Linked DNA regions of Mus musculus: region 1 is linked to region 2. Evidence: chromatin contacts called from public Hi-C data. All regions are on one chromosome and are shown on one strand. Each heading gives the region's core, a stretch centred on a gene start, on an enhancer-like site or on the middle of the called end of the contact. The rest is flanking DNA. Distances are from core to core; before and after follow the strand shown. Region 1 holds the start of Dgka (diacylglycerol kinase, alpha). Region 2 holds the start of Tspan31 (tetraspanin 31).

What was found. Hi-C and Micro-C count contacts between places; a contact is called where the count stands out from the background.
Region 1: a Hi-C map of B cells shows a contact between it and region 2, with 13 read pairs. The contact joins the promoter of Dgka here to the promoter of Tspan31 in region 2. A contact is called at or near these places in 4 of 39 promoter capture datasets (the C10 cell line, cranial neural crest, embryonic stem cells and 1 more), 2 of 484 Hi-C or Micro-C datasets (B cells and Th1 cells), 9 of 115 datasets of contacts at active chromatin or transcription factors (T-cell acute lymphoblastic leukemia, bone marrow-derived macrophages, differentiating embryonic stem cells and 6 more) and 3 of 9 other capture datasets (adipose tissue, liver and macrophages).

What each region holds. Positions count from the first base shown.
Region 1 is chr10:128,742,337-128,746,814 of GRCm38.p6, forward strand. It overlaps Dgka (diacylglycerol kinase, alpha), which reads right to left and starts at 1,740. Exons shown (of 24, transcript NM_016811.3): 1 at 1,460-1,740. It overlaps Gm31504 (predicted gene, 31504), which reads left to right and starts at 2,611. Exons shown (of 2, transcript NR_168573.1): 1 at 2,611-2,859; 2 at 3,005-3,546.
Region 2 is chr10:127,068,940-127,073,547 of GRCm38.p6, forward strand. Tspan31 (tetraspanin 31) reads right to left here and starts at 1,322. Exons shown (of 6, transcript NM_025982.4): 1 at 1,176-1,322; 2 at 407-574; 3 at 1-49. The coding sequence starts at 1,238. A730063M14Rik (RIKEN cDNA A730063M14 gene) reads left to right here and starts at 1,542. Exons shown (of 2, transcript NR_040660.1): 1 at 1,542-1,685; 2 at 1,978-2,162.

The DNA of each region.
Region 1 (4,478 bases), core at 490-2,989, 1.7 Mb after region 2:
TTTGGTTAGACCCTGTCCCCCTACACACCCACAAAGTGAGAAAAAGAAACACATTTGGATATTAGGATAAATGGTACTTTTAAGCCAAGAACTCACAAATTCTAGTGACTTCTATCCGTAGCAAGGCTCAACTATGTACCTTCCACTTAAAATACAAATACTTATGTCAGGTACAGACATGTAGTAGCATCAAGATGGTGAATTTGCCTCTGAGAAAATGAGGAGGTGGCTGGAAACTATAGAGTTAGGAACATCTGTGGGTTGGGACCCTGGACATAGGGGTTTCTAGGGATCTAGTCAGATGCCCTGACTTCTGTCAGAGAGTATAAATTGGCTGCCCCTGGACCTGACCGAGAGCAAACTACAGGATCCTGGGATCTTAAAGACCTGGAACAAGTCCAAAGTCTTCTAGCTTCATCCCAACCCTGAGGCTATAACCTGGGCTAGTCCAGACAGATGCAGGGCTGGAAGGGTGGTGTCTGTAGTCCTACCCCCAGCTATTTGTGACTCACGCTCCCCCTCCCCCCAACCCCACCCCGGGTTTCCCTCACCTCTACCAACTTAGGGTGAGACCAGAGAAACTGACTTGGAGGGGAGGGAAAGAATCCTACAACATTCTGGGCTTAGGATCCCAGTCAAGACTCTTAGACAACCTGTTCAAATTACGTCCACCAAATCTTGGCGCCTCTCCTTCTTCAGATCTAACTTTAAACACTGAATACTAAAATTGCAGCTATCAAAGAGATAAGGTTTCCACTAACACTTAACGTTTCCTTTCACTTCATTACCCGCTTTCAAATTCATCATTACTCAAGAATTAGCGTGTTTCTAGGACGTTCAGGATGCCCCAGCAAGAGACTTCACAGAGCAGGTACTCCTAGCTTTAGAACCAAGCCTAATGAGCTGGACTAACCACATCAGGCATCCCTTTTTCCCAGGGTTGAGGGTCCGTTCTTTCCTTCCCATCCCTGCTACTAGTCAGAGAGGTTGTTTTTTGTTTTGTTTTTGTCTTGAAGCATCAGAATTCATTAAATCGCCATAAACATCAGGGATAATTGTGTTGCCTGGATAAGGGGGTGGCACACTATGTTCCTGTACGGAGGGTGTCGTAGCTACTAGTACAGGAGGAAGTTACGATGTTGGCATAGTTGGGGGATGTGGGCTTGTATTTTTTGAGGCTGTAGAGATGACCAATAATATTTACTTTTCTGCCTCGGTAGTCAGGTTCATTTCTTATTTAAATCTGAAAAGTGGCTTCCCACCCAGTTTTTCCAGAAAACTCCCCGTGACAGGTGTGGAAAGGATCGGAGGCCAAAGAAGAACCCTTCTTCACCCGTGTGGCACCTTGGGTTTTCAAAAGGCACCTTTCTTCCGAGTTCCCAGGAGCTGAGCTTCCCAGCTCTCCGAGTGAGCAAGAGGGATAAGGGTGGAGGAAAGGTCTGGGGGAAACGCAGCTTACCCCGGTCTTGCGTCTTGCGCAGCGCTACGGCAGTCCCGGAGTCCCAGCGCAAACCCTTCCAGCAGCAGCTTCCAGCTGTCAACGCTTCCTTCTCTGGACGCCGCAGCCCTCACCCAGTCGGTGGGGCGGCCCCTTCCGCTGCCCTTTTGGCCGGGTGCGAGAGTGTGCGAGTGGCACGGGGCTCGCGGGGGCTCTACCTTGACCCAAGAGAGCGCACGGTCAGAGCAGGGGCGCCGGAGCCCGAGCTGGACAGGAGGGGACGGGTTAGGAAGACGCGGCCGCTGCGGGGCCGCCCAGCTCCTGACGACACACTGCCCGCCCCCGACCCAGCCTGCCCTCCTGCCGCGCCCAAGCCCACCGCTGTTGCCAGCTTTCCAACACAATCTGCTCCGGGCCTTCAGAGTATCTCCAGGGCTCTGGTTTGTGCCACTTTCTCCACTCCTACGCTTCTGTCTTCCCATGCCTGGGGCAGCTCTACTTCTATCTTTCTTTTCTAATTAGTCAAAGCCTCTCCCATCATCCCTTCCCAGGAAAGCCAAGGTAGGGGTCAGGGTGCTGATTGGAACCACCCAGCGACTGGTCAGCAATTGGCCGGCCCTCCAATCTCCAAATCATCACTTTGGACGCGCCTGCCCAAGTCAATGATTCCACATTCAGGAGAACCCAGAGAGGCAAGGCCAGAGTTCCACAATTCACACACAACCCTAGACCTAGGTGCATTTCCTTCTCCACATGGCTTCACATTGCTTGACCCTGCCTGAGATAATTGCCCACCTCTCCTCCGAGTTCCTCAGCTCCGCCTCGGACTTGTCTATGCACAGCCTTTTCTCTCAAAATCCATATCCTTTCCTTAAGACTAGGGTGGAGATTTAGGTGCATAAAACAACGTTTGACTGTGTTCACCTTTTCTTCATACCCAACCCTAGCACTTTACCCTCTGGCCTTGGCAGATGGCACAGAAGTCGTTGGGCAAAGGTAGAGTCTGAAGGCAGAGCCTTTCAGTTCCTCCTACCTGTTATTGGAGCTGTCAGGACTCTTGAAGCAGCATGGTTGGTGTGAGGCTGAACGGAAAGGAGACCAATGAGTGGGGATTTACTGGTAGGGACTGGGGACCCAGGCATCCTGCATCCCCCGCCCCGCCCCAAACCCACGACTAACTCCCTCCTACCCTTCTCTGAAGTAGGAGCAGCACAACAAAGCCTTGTGTTCTTGGAATTGTATCCTCTTACAGCTGGGAATAGAAAGGAGTGGGAGAGCAGACTGCTTGTTGGAAATGTGTGTATATATTCGGGTCCAGTGAGGGTCAGAGAGAGAGAGAGAAGAAAAAAAAAGAAGAGAAAGGAAAAGAAAAGAAAAAAAAAAAACCGAAAGAAACAAAAGGCCCTCTAGTGGAAACAGAAGTAAGTAGTCTTCAAGTATTTGGAGACAAAGCTGTTGAAGCAACTCTCTAGAGTAGTGGGGTTTGCTGCTGCTGTTGTTATTTAAACTTTAGATTCAGATCGGGAGTCGGAGAGTGACCTGTCTCTGTTCTGCTGTCCTTTTCAGGTTTGTTCTGGTTTGCTTGCATCCTGACCCTTCACTGCTTTGTTTTTGTTTTCATTTTTCCTCTTCCTCCTCCATCACTGTCACCACCATGCTGCAGATGAGCTTCAGTGCCTGGAACGTGCTTCTCCGGTGCTGCACCACGGATCTATACCGCTACCCCACACCCTTCTTCTTAACAGTATATGCGTCACCGTTAGCAAAGTCTATCTCCCCTTCCTACATCGCCTCCTTACTCACAGTCCAACAAACGATTTTTTTCCTGAGACAAGATTTTAGTATGTACATAGCCTAGGCTGGCAGTGAAATTGCCATCCTGGTTCAACCTCTCAAGAGCTGGGTTTACCGGGTTTATTGGTGTGTGCCACTCCTGCTATCAACAGACACTTTTGAAGGTCTCTTTATACCTGATCTTGTTCTTAGTTCTTTCTGTAGGATAAGCAAAAACACAAACTGAAGCAAGTGCCTAGATGTCTGTAAAGCTTCCTAGCTCTTGATCACCGTAAACAAAGATTCTGTTTAAATAACACTTGTGTCCCAAACTACTCTTCGAATCAGTTCTTGCATAAAGTCAAAGACTCTCCTACATTAAACAAGCCATAGGTTGGAATATGATTTTTCCAATAAGGAATATGAAGAGAAACTCAGACTTTTATTTTATTTCGGTTTTTCAAGACAGGATTTCGATGTGTCGCCCTGGCTGTCCTGGAACTTACTCTGTAGACCAGGTGGGCCTCGAACTCGAACTCAGAAATCCGCCTGCCTCTGCCTCCCAAGTGCTGGGATTAAAGGGTGTGCCACTGCCTGGCAGGAGCTCAGAGTTACTGTAACATCTTTGTACCTTATTTTGGATCTGTGTTTCGCCATATTCTCAGGTCAGTTGTTGGTGGGGGTGGTGGAAGAAAAGCAAAGAACCATCTACGGAAGAGGTGTTTGATGTCTATAGTTCCAGGTGCTCATCTCTTTAATCAACCACATCATACAAGTCAGAAAGAAAGAAACCACAGTGAACAAAGGGAAAGGAAAAAACAAGCCTGTTTTCCCAGCCTCTTCTTCCTCTGGGTGGGGTTATACATCCGGGGCCCAGGGCTGGGTCCAGGGCCAGTCTACTGAACAGACAATTGAGTTTCACTTCCTGCCAACCTGCAGAGATGGGGGCAGGATGTCTGAGGGGTACAGTGATGGGGAGTGTCCAGAGATTAAAGAGTAAACAGGTCACACTAGTATTTCCCCTCACTGAGCAGGTCCGTGGAGAGCTTTAGAGACCACTCTTGAAAGAGTTCAAGTCATGCACCTCACTAATTTTCAGAGGCACTGTTCCATATTCTCATCTCCTTCTCCTCTTTGAGGAAAGGGTACTAGATAGACAGGACTTAAGTGCAATTGATGAACAAACAGATACGGGCTGGTAGGCTTGGGCCAGAATGGTTGCCTGACTTAATGCTAGCTACACTCTAGGTTCCACTCCCCAGCATCC
Region 2 (4,608 bases), core at 72-2,571:
AAGAGATTCCAAACTGGAAGATGAAGACCAAACCTAGGATGATCATATACTGAGAAGAAGTTAGGGCAAAAAGACCTGTTTTCCATTTAAAATACCTCATTCAGGGAGACAGACAGACAAAGCTGTGTGGTAGCCAGCCTAGTGTGAGCTCCAAGCTAGGACTACATAGCATAGGCCCAGTTTCTGTCTTTAAAATCTCACCACTGTAATTCTAACTGCGATGTGGCAGGCAAGGGGGCAGAGTTCAAGGCCCTTCTCTGTTCACAAACTGCACTTTTTATCAAGTTGGGGGAAAACCGTCAACTTGTGTGGGTTACAGAGTAAGAACAAAGAGACGTGTTTGAGGTCCCCTGGTCCCCTTCCCAGGAAAAGCCCGCTCAGGCCCCAATCACTAAGGCCAGGATACAAAGAAGAGCAGCACTTGATGGTGGTTCGCGGCGCCCACCAGTCCTGCCACCGCGATGAGGAGAAGGAAGACTCCCACAGCAATGACTCCTCCAATGATGTGAATGCTAGACACCACACCGAGGCCCTTGCCCCAGGCAGCCACGCCAATGAGCAAAAAGCCCACAAGCTGCAAGAAATAGAAAGAATACACTTTATTCAGCCTGATGTGGTGGCTCATACCTGCAACCGCAGCACAGCGAAGTTCCAGGTTAGTCTGTGCTAGCTAGCTCGCTATACAGTGAGACCCGGTCATCGCCAAAGATTTCTAGCAATGCAGCACAGCCCAAGGCTATATTACAAGGGGACGTGGACTTGACAAGCTAAGCGCTTGAGGTGTGCAGTCAGTACTGTTCATCTCTAAGCGCACTTCCCAAGCAACTGGGAATGACTGAGAGAGAGTAGGGCAGGGTAAGTAGGTACCTAACACACAAATGGAAGCCTTGGCGTTGTCTAGTAACTCTAGTTTGGGAAGAAACTGGAGCAGAAAGTGAAGACTGGAACTATAGGCCCTCAGTCTCCAATCCACCCCTGCCCACCACCAAACAAGCCCCCTCATCACCGGAAGTCTATCTATCCTCTTCCACGGAAGTACCCAGGAATTCCCTCTTCGCCGGAAGTTTCTGGGAAGCTTCCCAGAACCCCCAGTACACCCCTCTCCACGCCGGAAGTCCCCTAGAAACTCCCCCATTCTTTCCGCCCCGGAGATTTATCCATTTCCAAAACCTCACCATATAAACCACGTTGAGAGCGCACAGCGCATTCCTGGAACAGGCAAATCCGCCGCAAACCATCTCCCCAGATCTGGGGACCCAAATGGTCCCAAGACTTGTGGGGAGGGTATCGAGGACCGTCTTGTAGGACTCCCAACCGCGTCTATCGCTTTAAATCCAAGCCACCCAAACCAATTCTCTGCGCCTGCACCGTCCCACCCCTGCTTCTGGATTGGTGAAACTCGTGGCTAATCCAAGACATCCAGGACTTCAATGCCAATCAATCTGCATTACGTCACCAGCCTGCCTCCCAGTCTTGCCCTTAGTTTCTTCATTGGAGGAAACTTAAAAAAAAAAAAAAAAGAAGAAGAAGAAGAGGAAGGCGAAAGAAAGAAAGAAACCGAGGCCAGGGTTTCTAGACAGTGTCTTAGAGACCAGAAGCTAACTAAAAAAAAAAAAAAAAAATCTTGGATTCCTGAGTACGGAATTTCGAGACTAGGAACCCGAGGAGATACTCAGGAGACTCAGGTGAACAGAAAAAAGGGGTTTCGTAGAGGTGAGAGGAAGGGGCTCTGCACCTCTAAAGGTAACCCTTTTCCGCCGATTTCCCGTGTTTCCCGATGATCTCACGTTGGTGCCATCGTTTCACTGTTATACTCTGGAACAGTCATACTCTGGAACAGCACGAGGAGCCAAATGCACTATGAAGCCCAGCTAGAGAGGATCCAAGTCGGGCGTAGCATTAGCGGGCAAATCCTCACGCATTTGTTAACTGTGTTTGCTAGTACTCACGTTCCGTTCTGCATCCCTTTCCCTGCAGTGTGGACACGCCAGAAATTCAGGTGGAAACAGTGACTTGAGGCCGGCGCATTCCTGTTCGTGACAAAACCACAGGCACAGACGCTGGTGTGCTCTACATCTTTAGAACACAAACGTGCTGGATCAGGCTTGGCACATGACGCAAAGTGGGGGCGAGTCTGGAATATGAATAAATAAGAGCCTCCATACTGTCTCTTTTTAAATTTTTATTTTTATTTTATGTGCATTGGCGGGTTTGCCTGCATGTATGTCTGTGTGAGGATGTCGTATCCCAGGAAATGTAGTGTACCCCAGGAAATGTAGTTGCAAACAGTTGTAAGCTGCCATGTGGTTGCTGGGAATTGAACCCAGGTCCTCTGGAAGAACAGCCAGTGCTCCTAATCACTGAGCCATCATCTCTCCAGCCCGGAGGCTCAATACTTTCACTCCAGTGGGTGGCTGGTCGATAACGTTATTGCATAAGCGTTTGGATACAGTGCCCTTTTAGTGGAGTGACAAACGACACTACCTTTCTCTTCCTCCTGGGCAAAGAAGCAGCTGTGGTAGGAATGAAGCCAGAGAATGCTCCCATCAGCTCCACACAGTGATTCGAGCCCACGTGTGCTCACACCCTGTGACTGCCAACAGTCTATCCGTGCTGCAGTCAAACTGCATGGGTTTGAACTTTCTGGCTCACCATCTGCACCGGCCAGGTACTTAAATCCCCTATATCTTCTTCATCTGTCAAAGAGGGAAAGACGGCCATGCAACACACCTAGCAATACTTCTTTAACAAATTCAAGATGGTCATGTGGACTAAATGAGTTAGGATATATAAGATGCTTGAATCAGTACCCAGTAGCTAGCAACGCTCAGTTATTACTGTTTAGTCCATTTTTAAAGATTTATTTATTATTATAATTAAGTACACTGTAGCTGTCTTCAGACACACCAGAAGAGAGTGTCAGATCTCATTACGGGTGGTTGTGAGCCACCATGTGGTTGCTGGGATTTGAACTCAGGACCTTCGGAAGAGCAGTCAGTGCTCTTAACTGCTGAGCCATCTCTCCAGCCCCTGTTTAGTCCATTTTTGTGGAGTCCAGTAAATCCAAGCATAACCCCTTTATCTCCAAATTAAAAAAAAAAAGTTCAAAGTTATCCTTCCTAAATCACCCTCAAGAAGATACTCTTGAGTCAGCTCCAAGATTAAGAGCACTTGGCTTCAGTTTCCAGCACCCAAATAGTGGCTCATAACCCGCCATAGCTCCAGATGGAGGCACCAGGCACACATATGGCACAACATATACATCTAGGCAATACACTCACATTAAATACATTTTTTTAAAGATTTATTCATTTATTTATTATATGTAAGTACACTGTAGCTGTCCTCAGACACTCCAGAAGAGGGAGTCAGATCTCGTTATGGATGATTGTGAGCCACCATGTGGTTGCTGGGATTTGAACTCCTGACCTTCGGAAGAGCAGTCGGGTGCTCTTACCCACTGAGCCATCTCACCAGCCCAATACATTTTTTAATTTTAATTTAATCTTATGTTTATGAGTCCCCTATCTGCATATACATCTGCATGCCAGAAGAGGGCATCAGATCTCAGTATAGATGGTTGTGAGCCACGTATGGTTGTCAGGAATTGAACTCAGAACCTCTAGAAGAGCAGCCAGTGCTCTTAACCACTGAGCCATCTCTCCAGCCCAAAATATTTTTTTTGTTGTTGTTTGTTTTGGTTTGGTTTTTGGTTTTTTTTTTGTTTTTTTGTTTTTTTTTTGTTTTGTTTTTGGCTTTTTGACAGGGTTTCTCTGTATAGCCCTGGCCGTCCTGGAACTCACTCTGTAGACCAGGCTGGCCTCAAACTCAGAAATACGCCTGCATCTGCCTCCCAAGTGCTGGGATTAAAGGCAACAAAACTAAAATTTAAATTAACTAAATACTGACCAGGCAGCAGTGCCACAAGCCTTCAGTCCCAGCACTCTAGAGGCAGAGGCAGTGTGATTTTTGAGGCCAGCTTGGTCTACAGAGTGAGTTTCAGGACAGCCAGGGCTGCACAAAGAAACCTTGTCTTCAAAAATAAAAATAAAATAAATAAAAAATAAAAGTAAATACTTCTAAAATAGTTTTCTAAAGGAGATATGCATAAGACAATAATTGGGTATCTCCAGACAGGTTTGGATGAAACCCAATACTGAGGAGATGGCTCAGTGGTTAAAGTGCCTGTTGTGTGTCTTGAGGACCAGAGATTAGATCCTAGAGTGTACAGAAGAGTCAAGTAGAGGGCTGGTGAGATGGCTCAGTGGGTAAGAGCACCCGACTGCTCTTCCAAAGGTCAGGAGTTCAAATCCCAGCAACCACATGGTGGCTCATAACCATCTGTAACAAGATCTGACTCCCTCTTCCGGAGTGTCTGAAGACAGCTAGAGTGTACTTACATATAATAAATAAATAAATAAATAAATAAATCTATCTATCTATCTTAAAAAAAAAAAGAAATATTAAAAAAAAAGAGTCAAGTAGAGGGAATGAAGAGATGGCTCAGTGGTTAAGAGCACTGTCTGCTCTGCAAGAGGTCCTGAGTTCTATCCCCAGCAACCACATGGTGGCTCACAACCATCTGTAATGGGATCTGATGCCTTCTTC